Regions from separate parts of the Sus scrofa genome. Here region 2 is linked to region 1. The links are chromatin contacts, called in public Hi-C maps. All regions are on one chromosome and are shown on one strand. Each heading gives the region's core, a stretch centred on a gene start, on an enhancer-like site or on the middle of the called end of the contact. The rest is flanking DNA. Distances are from core to core; before and after follow the strand shown. Region 1 holds the start of RBM14 (RNA binding motif protein 14). Region 2 holds the start of CTSF (cathepsin F).

Evidence for each region. A called contact is a pair of places that touch in the nucleus more often than the background predicts.
Region 2: a contact with region 1 is called in a Hi-C map of alveolar macrophages, with 2.9 times the contacts expected there. The contact joins the promoter of CTSF here to the promoter of RBM14 in region 1. A contact is called at or near these places in 2 of 47 Hi-C or Micro-C datasets (alveolar macrophages and liver) and 1 of 2 datasets of contacts at active chromatin or transcription factors (alveolar macrophages).

The regions. Positions count from the first base shown.
Region 1 is chr2:5,797,360-5,803,279 of Sscrofa11.1, forward strand. It overlaps RBM14 (RNA binding motif protein 14), which reads right to left and starts at 3,399. Exons shown (of 3, transcript NM_001244221.1): 1 at 2,969-3,399. The coding sequence starts at 3,305.
Region 2 is chr2:5,850,465-5,856,593 of Sscrofa11.1, forward strand. It overlaps CTSF (cathepsin F), which reads left to right and starts at 4,619. Exons shown (of 13, transcript XR_002341429.1): 1 at 4,619-4,961; 2 at 5,202-5,300; 3 at 5,597-5,681; 4 at 5,772-5,833; 5 at 5,926-6,001.

The sequences.
Region 1 (5,920 bases), core at 2,149-4,648:
CCCTACTTAGATGAGTTTTATTACGAAACCAACTTGCGAAATTTGAAAACAGATTCATATGTACAATTCAATCGACCACCCAGACCAGCTACATAATAAGAAAACCATCAGAAAAAATTACAACCAATTTACATCAGAAAGTTCCTAAGCCCAATACTGGAGGGAACTGTGAACAGGTTGTCCAGCTGACTCAATCACAAGAGGGCTTAACCAACCCTTATCATAGTGAACAGGCAAACCCAGACTGAGCCTTATCAAAGATGCTATGAACCCAACTACTTCTAGGACAATAAAGAAAAAAAAGAGATCTAGCAAGCTCCAGGGACCCACCTGCCTGGCGAGCTACTTCAAGGAAACATTGACCTCTGAAGAAATTACATTTAAAGGGACTGCAAGCAATGGAGATCTCCTAATGGCCTGGGGGCATCACAATTCTTTCAGTACCAAAGTTAAGAGAATCCAGAAAAATTTGTTTTTCTTTTCTCAGAAAAGTAAAAACTTGTAATTTGAAATCACAGTGTTGTATATGAGAGGAAAGAATGGCCACCCACCAAAAACGGGAGGAAACAATTTCCTCTTCTGCCTTACAGACTTCCAGGAAATCTAAATCGTTCCTAAAGCCGTCAGCAACTCTCAGAGGAACACCCAATAGAATGTAGCTGTGGAGAGTGGTCACAATCTGCTGCTGCTATGGAGATTTTTTACTCTACAAATAAAATCTTATCTAAGCTCCTGGAACAAAGCAACTAAGTTTTTTTCCCCTGTGAAATGAAACAGAACTAGTTGTCCCATGCAATGCCAAGCTTCTGTGCTTTTCAAAGACCAGCAAGAACACAAGACAACTCAATCAAATGTCCATTGCCAGACCAAGAAATGGATCACTCTTTAAGGGGCCAGAACCAGGCTCTTCTACTACATTCCCAACTTTAAAACCTCACTTTCCTTCACTCCAAATACAAAGGCATCAAAGGAGCATATGATCCTCAAATCTTTCCCACAGTCCCTTACATACACTGGAGCTCTCTTACGTTATCAGCATAACTACAAGTAACAACTAACCATCACTCCCTGAGGAAGTCCATGCATTTCTGCCAAATATTTACAAAGGGACAAAATTCGCCAAACTTTTGTTCGTTAGGATTCTCACAAGGAATCAGCCAGAAGTTCTAAAAACCACATGCAGTTACACACTTCACCCCCCCCCCGCCCCCACTACTGTCACTTGATGTCAGTTCCAAGCACTCAGGCAAATTTTCGGCTTTCTCTACCACCCCAAAGGAGGCTTCTTGACCAATGAGTTCCAGAGACTATCCTCTCAGATGCTGCTTTCTAGACTCCCAATCAAGTAGCCACCCTACCTAAGAACCACCAAAAAATAAAAATTTAAAAACATAAAACATACTAGGTCAATTAAACACAGAACTCTCATGAGTCATATACCCCCATCCATTTCCTGGTCAGGTGCCCAACTGGAGGCCCTCCCCACTCTTTCAGTGTAAACAAAAGCAGAAATCTATGCACCATACAGCCTGCCTCATCAGAGCACCCAGGAGGAAAGCCTGATTCTGGTTAGTCGTGGATCTGCATAGCCTGAGTTGAGGAAAACAGCTTGCAGTACTAATGCAAAAGAATGAATTACGCCTAGTGGTGGAGACTTTATACTTTACACTTCCCCAGTTACAGAAAGAATAAGGAACAACTTAAAAGATGCGCCTTTCCAGGACAGCAAATGATGTATCTTGATGGAAATGAGTAAGCATCTGCTCTCAAATGTATTTCCTATCCTCAGAACTTCTCACATAGGGTATAAGCAGGTGTGAATCCAACACCAAAAACAAGGGATCAGATACTCACTCCCAGATTACATCCTTTAAGACAGCAAGGCAAAGTTAACTCTGATCTGTTCCAAGTGGAACAGAAACCGGCCATATACACAAGGGCTGTACCTCCAAATCTTGCCAACGAAAAAGAAAAAGAGCTTAGGGGATAAACCCTCAGACTATGAAAAAAGTCAAGAGAGTCCCAAAAAGGAAGTCAGGCCTAAATTATGGTGATACAGTTTTCTTGAAGCAAACTAGGGCTCTCCCCTGACAACTAGACTATTTCAGCCAAGACGACTAGTAAGTTAAGGTCCCATGTCCCCCTCAGCCACAAAGTGTGCTACCTTGCAAAACCACCAAGCTTATAAAAGAAGGACACTGCCCTGGGGCACCAGCTTGGATGCTCAGAAGGAGACTTCACAAAACAAGCCTCCATCCACACGTGAAAGGTCAGGGTTTCCAGTTAAAGTCGATTCCAGAGGAAAAAAAGAACAAGTTTGAGGGAGTTGGAAAGCGCAGAGTTGCCACGCCTAATTCCCCTAACAATACTGAAAGGCCAAAGTGGTTCAGAAGGGGCCCCTCCTGTACCCAGGAGTAACTATACCTATGAATAGACCCAAACCACACAATACTAAAAGATCCCAGCCCCAAAACGTCCAAGGGCCCCGTTACCTTCCGCTCGGGAGCACTCATCGGGAGGGAACACGAGGGTGGGCTTGGGGCGTCAGCCCTCACCTTTTCCCTTTTCCCTTCCTCTGACCGACGTCTGGAGAGGAAGTGGGGAAGTGGCGAAATCTTCCCCGCTCCATGATCCGGCTTCTGCCCGTCACTTCCCAATTTCCGCTCGGTACCAGGCCCAGGAGACCAGTGGAAGGCGCGCCCCCGGTACCCTCCCAAGTCTCTCAGGCGCGTCCCCGGCCCCGCAGCTCGGCTCACAGTGGCCGCCGCACCCACCCAGAGCCGCTTCCTCCCATTTGGTTAATGGTGCCTGGACCGCAAGGGAGGAGGGAGTCTCTACCCAACGCGCCCCCAACACCTCCGGCCATCTCCCCACCGCCAACCGCTCAGTGACCGACCCCCGGGAAAGGGGCGTGGCTAAGAAGCAGAGTGCCCCGAGCGCGCCCGCGCCCCCCCCGCCTCAGCGTTACCTTTCACCACGTCACACTCGATGACGCGTCCGCGGCGCTCGAAGAGGCTGCGCAATTCCTGGCTCGTGCACGCAGCCGACACATTGCCCACGAATATCTTCCAAGTGTTAAGAGGCCGTGGGCGCGACATCTCCACTACGAGCGCGCGCCCCGGCCGCAGCTCGTGGCCGTGCAGGGCCTCGATGGCGCGCAGCGCGCCCGCGTTCTCGCGCATGTGCACGAAGGCGAACTGTTTCATGACGGCGCAGCTCATGACCGTGCCGTAGGGCGCGAAGAGAGCTGCCAGCTCCTCCGGCGTCGTATCCGCCCCATCGACGTTTCCCACGAATATCTTCATTTTGCCGCCGCAGCTGCCCTCCCGGAGAGCCGGGACCTCTCCTCCAGCGACTGGCGAGACGTCCGACCCGCCGGCAGTCCTCCCCAGGAATGGCTGGCGACCGAGAACCCCGCCGCGCAGGCGCTCTTACCTAGCCAATCGGAGCCCACATCCTGTGCGGCCTACAGCCAATCAGAGAGGCTGAAAGAAGATGCTCTTAGGCGCAGCCAATCCCAGAGGACCTGGAGCCCGCTCGTTAGCTGAGGGGGTGGGAGAGGGACGGCGGCGCGCGACCAACCGCCACTGCCGGGGGGGAGGCGGGGGAAAGGGTTAGAGAAGGGAATACGCGCGCTGGGAGCCGCTGAGCGTCGGAGAGGCCTAGTCGGCGTGGTGGCCTCTGACCTGGGTGGGGCCGGGGTTGGCGGGCCCCAAGGAAAAACTTTGTTCAGTCGGAAGTCAGAGCCCCTCCGCGTCTGGCAGCCTAGGCCAAACCCGCGCCTGGAGGTGGCAGTGAGAGTGTCTTCGGGAAGGCCAGGCCTGGCGGGAGAAACCAGTACGAACGCCTTCGGTCAGCACACGGCTCCCGGGAGTGCCGCCAGTGCTGCGCGGTCTGAGGGGACCTGAGAGGCATCTGCCCGGGAGAAACCCTCGTGCCTTTAAATCCGTCTTTGGGAACACATTCCCAGAGGTTGCAGACGGTGGAGACAGTTTAAAAAAAAAAAGAAAAAGAAAATCAGAGCCACCGCTGCCTTTAGGGAATTTCCCAACGAGGAATGACTTCTATCACTCTTGTATATGCTTGAAATTTTCCACAATAAAAAGTTGCATAAAGTAGGAAATGAAGTCGAGAGAAAGGTCCTTGAGGGGGTAAAAGTTGAGACTTTAAATAAAAGAGGGAAAACTTCAAAACTGACATGTATGTAAATAAAAAGATTGGGGAGTTTGGGTCGTGGCTCAGGGGAAATGAATCTGGCTAGCATCCATGAGGACGCAGGTTCCACCCCTGGCCTTGCTCAGTGGGTTAAGGATCTAGCATTGTCGTGAGCTGTGGTGTAGGTCGCAGATGCAGCTCGGATCTGGCATTGCTGTGGCTGTGGTGTAGGCCGGCAGCTGTAGCTCTGATTAGACCCCTAGCCTGGGAACCTCCATGTGCTGAAGGTGCAGCCCTAAAAAGCCACACACACACAAAACCTTTTGCATAGCAGAAGGCATCCAAAAGATAAGAACATGTGATAAACTCAGGGAAATATTTGCTTACAAGTTCAACTTTTCTTGAGCACCTACCCTGTGCGGTAGCACCAAGGATGCAGCAGTGAATTTAAAAAATGTCAAAAACTGGAGTTCCATGGTGGCTCAGCGGGTTAAGGAGCGGATTTTGTCTCTGCTGTTGCTCTGGTTACAGCTGTGGCTTGGGTTTGACCCCTGGCCCAGGTATTTCCACACACCTGCAGGCACGGCCAAAAAAAAGTGACAAAAATCTCGACCTTGGAGCTTGTATTTTGGTGGGGAGAGACAGATAATAATTATCAATTAAGTAAAACATATAGCCTGTTAGTGATAAAGACTTGAAGTAATGAGGGGAGCAAACAACTCATCTTCTGGGGGAATCATCCCAGCCAGAAAGTACATGTCTCAAAGTTCTGGGGCACAGCAGCATGCCTGTCTGTTCAAGGAATCACAAAGAACTGGTACAGCTAGGAGGGGAGCAGATTGAATAATACATCATAAGGTTGAGGAGGAGGTGTAGCCCCTTATGGGCCATTGAAATAACTTTGGATTTCACACCTTTTTATTTATTTATTTTTACTTTTTAGGGCCGCACCCGCAGCATATGGATGTTTCCAGGCTAGGGGGTGGAATCAGAGCTACAGCTGTCAACCTACACCACAGCTCACAGCAACACTGGATCCCCAGCCCACTGAGCAAGGCTGGGGATCAAACCTGCATCCTCATGGATACTAGGCAGATTTGTTTCCACTGCACCGCAACCGCAACTCCGGCTTTCACTCTTAATGAGTAGTATAGAGAGCAGAGATATTCATCGGATGTGACTTATCTTTCATAGTTTTATTAGTATCATTCTGGCTGCTAGTGAAATGGACAAAAACAAAGAGAAAATAGTCCTTTGCTCAGAACAATTATCACTACTGCAAAAATCCAGCAGGGAGGTGATGGTGACATGGATCTGGATGGCCGCAGTAGAATCCAGGGGAAGTGTTCAGATTTGGATATAGTTTTAGGGCAGAGCCAACACAGTGTGTGATCAGATGTGAGTTGTGAGAAAAAGAAGTTAAAGATGACACCAGGCAGGTGGAAGCACCTAGTTGCCGTTAACTGAGATGGGGAATGTGATGGATGCCAGAAATTCTTTTTTTTTTTTTTGTCTTTTTTTGCTATTTCTTGGGCCGCTCGCGTGGCATATGGAGGTTCCCAGGCTAGGGGTCAAATCGGAGCTGTAGCCACCGGCCTACGCCAGAGCCACAGCAACGCGGGATCCGAGCCGCGTCTGCAACCTACACCACAGCTCACAGCAACGCCGGATCGTTAACCCACTGAGCAGGGGCAGGGACCGAACCGGCAACCTCATGGTTCCTAGTCGGATTCGTTAACCACTGCGCCACGACGGGAACTCCCCG
Region 2 (6,129 bases), core at 3,369-5,868, 54 kb after region 1:
GACTAGAAGCCCTGGGCATTCACGCCCTCACTTCTCACCTTGCCTTTTAGGACTCTCTCTGCAAATGTTTGTGGCTCGATGGTTAGAACTGATGTGCTAAATAAGGTATGTTTCTGTCCTCTTCCTATGTCTACAAAAAGGCTCAGAGACGTGAAGTAACTTGCTCAGAGTCACACAGCCAATTTGAAGTGGGCTGGACCAGAAGTAAAGCCCAGTCTGACTCTGAAGCCTGTGCACTGGCCCTCCTTTCCGATCCCTTTTCACTGCCTCCTCCCTCTCAGTCCCAGAAAAAGATTTTTTTTTTTTTTTTAATGGTGGGGAAAGAAGTCTTTGGAAATGGAGGCATTTCACGTACTGGGTAAGATTTATTATTGTTCACCATTCCTGAAGGTCAGGAGGTGAAGTGAGAAGGTTTGGAGTGGACTCAGATCGCGCAGCTGTTACTGCCATTCTCATAAATCAGGTGAAATTCCTGGAAGGGACGCCTGCTATTTGCTCCACCTTGTCCTAGAAAGGTCAGTTCCATCTGGCCGCATCCTGGGTGTTGGGCCATCCCCTAGACATTTTGCATGTCTGGGCGGCCTCTGCCTCAGTGTACGTGGTGCAGAGCTTCTCAAACCCTCACGGCAGAAGGGGGTGAGATCAACCTCTTATGCTGGGAATAGGGATGAGCTGCAAGTGCCTGCCCTTTCATTGAAAATTCAGGTCTTTAAAGAAATGCTGCAAATGTCGCACCCCATCCTGAATATCTGGGGGACATGTTCAATAGAAAGTCAATTTAAAATAAATTCCATCTCAGTATAGAAATGGACATATAAGGACCTACTTTTCAAATATAAGTGCTTCTGGAGTTCCTGTTGTGGCTCAAGGGGTTAAGAACCTGACTAGGATCCATGAGGATGCAGGTTCGATCCTTGGCCTCACTCAGTGGGTTAAGGATCTGGTGTTGCCACAAGATGCGGTGTAGGTCACAGATATGGCTCGGATCCTGAGTTGCTGTGGTTGTGGTGTAGGCCAGCAGCTGCAGCTCTGATTTGACTCCTAGCCTGGGAACTTCCATATGCCTCGGGTGAGGCCCTAAAAAGAAAAAAAAAAACAAAACCAAAAACCGCAAGTGCTCCTAGGAGTCACCCACATATTTGAAGTTCAAGTTCATTACCTGGACCTACTAAAGCAGAAGCCAGGACCACATTGTCGTACTCCCCCACCCCTCACCCACATCCCCTGCCAGTGAGTAACTGATCTATTTAGTCTATTCCGTGTGCTTGGAGGAAGAAGGCTGTGTTTATCCTCTGGCTTTACATGGCAGACCTCCTGCACCCCAGGGGGTCCGCAGAGGCCAGTCTGAGAAGCAGAATCTTTTTCTGTATTAGAATTGGATTTGGGGAGTTCCCGTCGTGGCGCAGTGGTTAATGAATCCAACTAGGAACCATGAGGTTGCGGGTTCCATCCCTGGCCTTGCTCGGTGGGTTAACGATCCGGCGTTGCCGTGAGCTGTGGTGTAGGTTGCAGACATGGCTCGATCCCGAGTTGCTATGGCTCTGGTGTAGGCTGGTGGCTACAGCTCTGATGAGACCTTTAGCCTGGGAACCTCCATATGCCGCAAGAGTGGCCCAAGACATGGCAAAAAGACAAAAAAAATAGAACTGGATTCAAACCCCGCCTCCAGCATCACCATTTCTGCAACTTGGGCAAGTAACTGAATCTTTTGTTGCTTTAGTTTCCTCGTCTGCCTGATACTTGTTTCACAGGGATGTCGTGGGGTTTAATGGGCTAATACATGTATGTGCTAAGAATGTGAAGTGCATAGCATGTAGCTCGTGCTCATTAAATGTTAGCCATTCTTTTTATTTTTTATTTATTTATTTATTTTTGTCTTTTGTCTTTTTTTAGGACCTCACCCTCAGCACATGGAAGTTTCCAGGCTAGGGGTCAAATTGGAGCTGCAGCTGCCAGCCTACATCACAGCCACAACGCCAGATGTGAGCCGTGTCTGCAGCCTACACCACAGTTCACGGCAACGCCAAATCCTTAACCCACTGAGCGAGGCCAGGGATCGAACCTGAGCCCTCATGGATGCTAGTTGTGTTCTTAACTCCCTGAGCCACAACGGGACTCCAACCCACCACTCTTTAAAAAAATTTTTGGCACACCCACAGCCAGGGATTGAATTACCACAGCAGGGACCCAGCCACAGCAGTGACAACCTCAGATTCTAAACTGCTAGGCCATCAGGGGACTCCCTCAACCTACCACACTTAATGAGGCTGCTGAAGACCTACCATTGCCCAGTCCCAAGGTCACGTCTCTTTTTTAATCTTACTTGCCCTCTCTGTGGCATTGGACACAGCCAATGTATTTCCTCTTTCTTCCTTTTTTTTTTCTTTTTACGGCCATACCTGCAGAATATGAAAGTTACCAGGCCAGGGGTCAAATCAGCTGCAGCTGCATCTTATGCCACAACACCAGATCCTTGACCCACTGAGCAAGGCCAGGGATTGAACCCAAATCCTCACAGACAGTATTGGGTCCTTAATCTGCTGAGCCACAATGGAAACTCCAAAATTGGTTTGTTTGGGTTTTTTTTTTGGCTGTACCCATGGCATGTCGAAGTTCCCCGGGCCAGGGACTGAACCTGTGGCACAATAGTGACCAGAGCCACAGCAATGAAAACACCAGATCCCTAACCCACTGAGCCACAAGGGAACTCCACTTTCTCTTCCTTGAGATACTTTCCTTTTTTCTACTTTCTTTCTTCTCTCTCTCTCTCTTTTTTTTTTTTTTTTTTTTTTTTAGCTTTTTAGGGCCGCACTTGTGGCCCATGGAGGTTCCCAGGCTAGGGGTCTAGTCAGAGCTGTAGCTGCCAGCGTACACCACAGCCATAGCAACTCGGGATCTGAGACACATCTGCAAGCTGCACCACAGCCCATGGCAATGCTGGATCCTTAACCCAGTGAGTGAGGGCGGGGATCGAACCCGCAACATCACAGGTACTAGTCGGATTCATTTATACTGCTCCACCTTGGGAACTTCCTCTTCTACTTTCTTGACATCACCCTCTCTTAGTCGCTCAATGTCCATTTATTCCCAGTCTCCTCTGCTGCCTCCCTCTTTTCAGCTCAGCTTCTGAACTTTGGCATGCCCCTGCTTCACTATCCTCATGGGTAATTGTACAATTTTTCTCTTGAAGGTTGTTGTGAGAATTGCCCGAGATAACATATGTGTGACTTTTTTTTTTTTTTTTTTTCCCAGAGGCATATGGAGTTCCCAGGCCAGGAATCAGATCCGAGCCACAGTTTCAACCTAAGCCAAAACTGCAGCAACGCTGGATCCTTAACCCACTGTGCTGAGCCCAGGATAGAACCTGCGTCCCAGGGCTCCCAAGACACTGCTGATCCTGTTGCACCACAGCAGGAACTCCAACATGTGTGACTTAAAATATCCTTCCTTTTCCTCCATGAATTATAAGTATGTCTCTTGCCTCAGTCTGATGAGAAGATAAGTCACACTTTCTTCCAGACACTCATCAGGAGGCTCCAGTGTCCAGGGAACAGGCTTTGGGGAAGATGGTTTCCCACAAAGGTGAAATACGACAGACACCAATGTGGATCTCTGGAAATCTGGATCTAAGAAAAGTCCCAATGCCTCTCCCATAGCCGGTCACATCTTGGAGGAAAATTCCTTTCTCACCTGTCTCTCCACTACACTGGAAGCTTCCAATAGGCAGCACTATGCTTAGTGCATCTGCGCTTCCTCTTGTTGGGCCCTGGAACATAGTGGTGAATGCTTACAAAAGATCAGTCCCAGCCCCCTGCACTGTTTGCACATTTGCCTCTGATCCCCATAACAGCCTGAGGCACTGCCAGTCCAGAGAATATTAGGTGCCATTTTACTGATAAAAAGAGAGGAACCGGAGTTCCCGCCATGGCTCAGTGGTTAACGAACTTGACTAGCATCCATAAGGATGCAGGTTCGATCCCTGGCCTAGCTCAGTGGGTTAAGGATCCCCTGTAGCTGTGAGCTGTGGTGAGGTCGCAGACGAGGCTCAGATCCAGTGTTGCTGTGGCTCTGGCCTAGGCCGGCAGCTACAGCTCTGATTTGATCCCTAGTCTGGGAACCTCCATATGCCCTGGGTACGGCCCTAAAAAGACAAAAAAAGAGAGAGAAAAACGAAAGAGAGGATCAAGCTGTGAACTCAAGCTCTGAGGCCAACTCCCTGGGTTCAAGTCCGGCTCTTTCACGTAACAGATGTTTGGCAAAGCCATTTAAATTCTCTAAGCCTCCATTTCCTCACTGATTAGATGCGGGTAACACCTACTTCGCAGGATGGCTACCGTGATTAGAGAGGGATGGCATAAACCGTGTAACATATAATAAGCACGCAAGAAATGCCAGTTATTATTTCTATTCTCAGGCCAGCATCCTCTCCCCTCCCCAAACAGCAGATCCAAGACCTAAAAAGATTACTTCAAGGCTGCAACCCCGGGCCCCCTCCAGCCCCGGCTGCTGCTACGCCGCTTTAGGGTGCGATTGTAATTCCGCGCCTGCGCGGCCGGCGCGCCCCACGTGCCTCACGTAAACAACATAGTGCGCAGGCGCACCCCGCCGGCGCCCATTGGCCGGCGCCCCGCGGTCTCTGGAGCTGCGGGTGGGGGACGAGGGCCCTCCGGCTGCGGGCAGCTCCGCCCGGTCGGTTGGTCCGCGCGTTGCTTTGTGCGTGAGTCCGGGCCGCCGGTTTCGCCCTCGCCATGGCCCCCTGGCTGCAGCTGCTGTTGCTGCTGGGGCTGCTCCCGGACGCCGCTCCCGCCCCCAAGAAGCCCCGAGCGGCCGGCCCGCAGGCCAGGGAGCTGGCGTCCCCGGAGCTCCTGGCGCCCGCCCGCTTCGCCCTGGAGATGTACAACCGCGGCCGGGCTGCCGGGACGAGGGCCGCGTTGAGGGCCGTGCGCGGACGCGTCCGCCGGGTGAGGACCCACTCGGGGCGGGAGCTCTCCGGTCCGGAGCGAGCGGGGCCCTCGTCGGAGGGCTGGGAACTTGGGGCGAGGGCGTTGGACGCCAGACCTGGGGAGGGGGCTAAACTTGGGGCGGGGGCGTTGGATCTCTAGTGATTGGGAAGAGGAAGGGACATGGTGGATCTGTCGACCCAGTGAAAGCCGGACGAAGGAGGGAGTGGCTCTGGGTGCCTCATCCTTCCTTCCATCCAGGCGGGCCGGGGGTCGCTGTACTCCCTGAAGGCCACTCTGGTGGAGCCTCCCTGCAACGACCCTACCGTGTGCCAGCTCCCTATATCCAAGAAAACCCTGGTGAGTGATGGGGTTCCTGCGCTTTCCTGCCCCCGGACTGAGTCTGGCAGTCCTTTGGCTGATGGGTCAGGTTTCTAGAGGGAGCTTTTGAGGCCTCGGCTACTCCACCCTGAGTCCCTAACCAGGCCTGGACGGCTAGAGACCAAGATGCTGTGAAAGGGAGGGTGTCTGCCCGGCTCTCCACTCTGGGGGTGATTGCCTTGGAGCTGGTCTTCATCTGAGACCCCTCCAGCTCCTTCTTGCCGAGGCCTTGCTCCCAACCCAGTCCCCTGACTGGCTTCCTCATCTGCCTCCAGCTCTGCAGCTTCGAAGTCCTGGACGAGCTGGGAAAACACATGCTGCTGAGGCGGGACTGTGGCCCAGTGGATACCAAGGTTACAGGTGCTGGGACAGCCCAGGATGCTGGGAGAGCTCAGGTCACACCTCACCTAGGGTTCAGTCCTAACTCTTCTCTGTTGGAACCCTCTCCAGATGACACAAACGAGACTTTCAGTTCATTCCTCCCACTGTTGAACAAGGATCCCCTGCCCCAGGTGGGAAGCTGGCTGCTGCCTTATGTCCCCTCTCTTCCCCTCCCTGGTCAGTCTGAGAAGGACTCCTTGAAAAGACCCCTCTGCCTTTCCAGGACTTTTCTGTGAAGATGGCTTCGATCTTCAAGGAATTTGTCACCACCTATAATCGGACGTATGATACAAAGGAGGGTGAGGACCCAGCCTTGGCTGTAGCTGTCCCAGTCAGGTCAGGGCCTTCCCCCCAACTTGGCACCGTGGTGTTGGAGAGGGGAAGGGCACAAGAGATCCTTTCAAGGACGCCCTAAATTCCCGAGTTC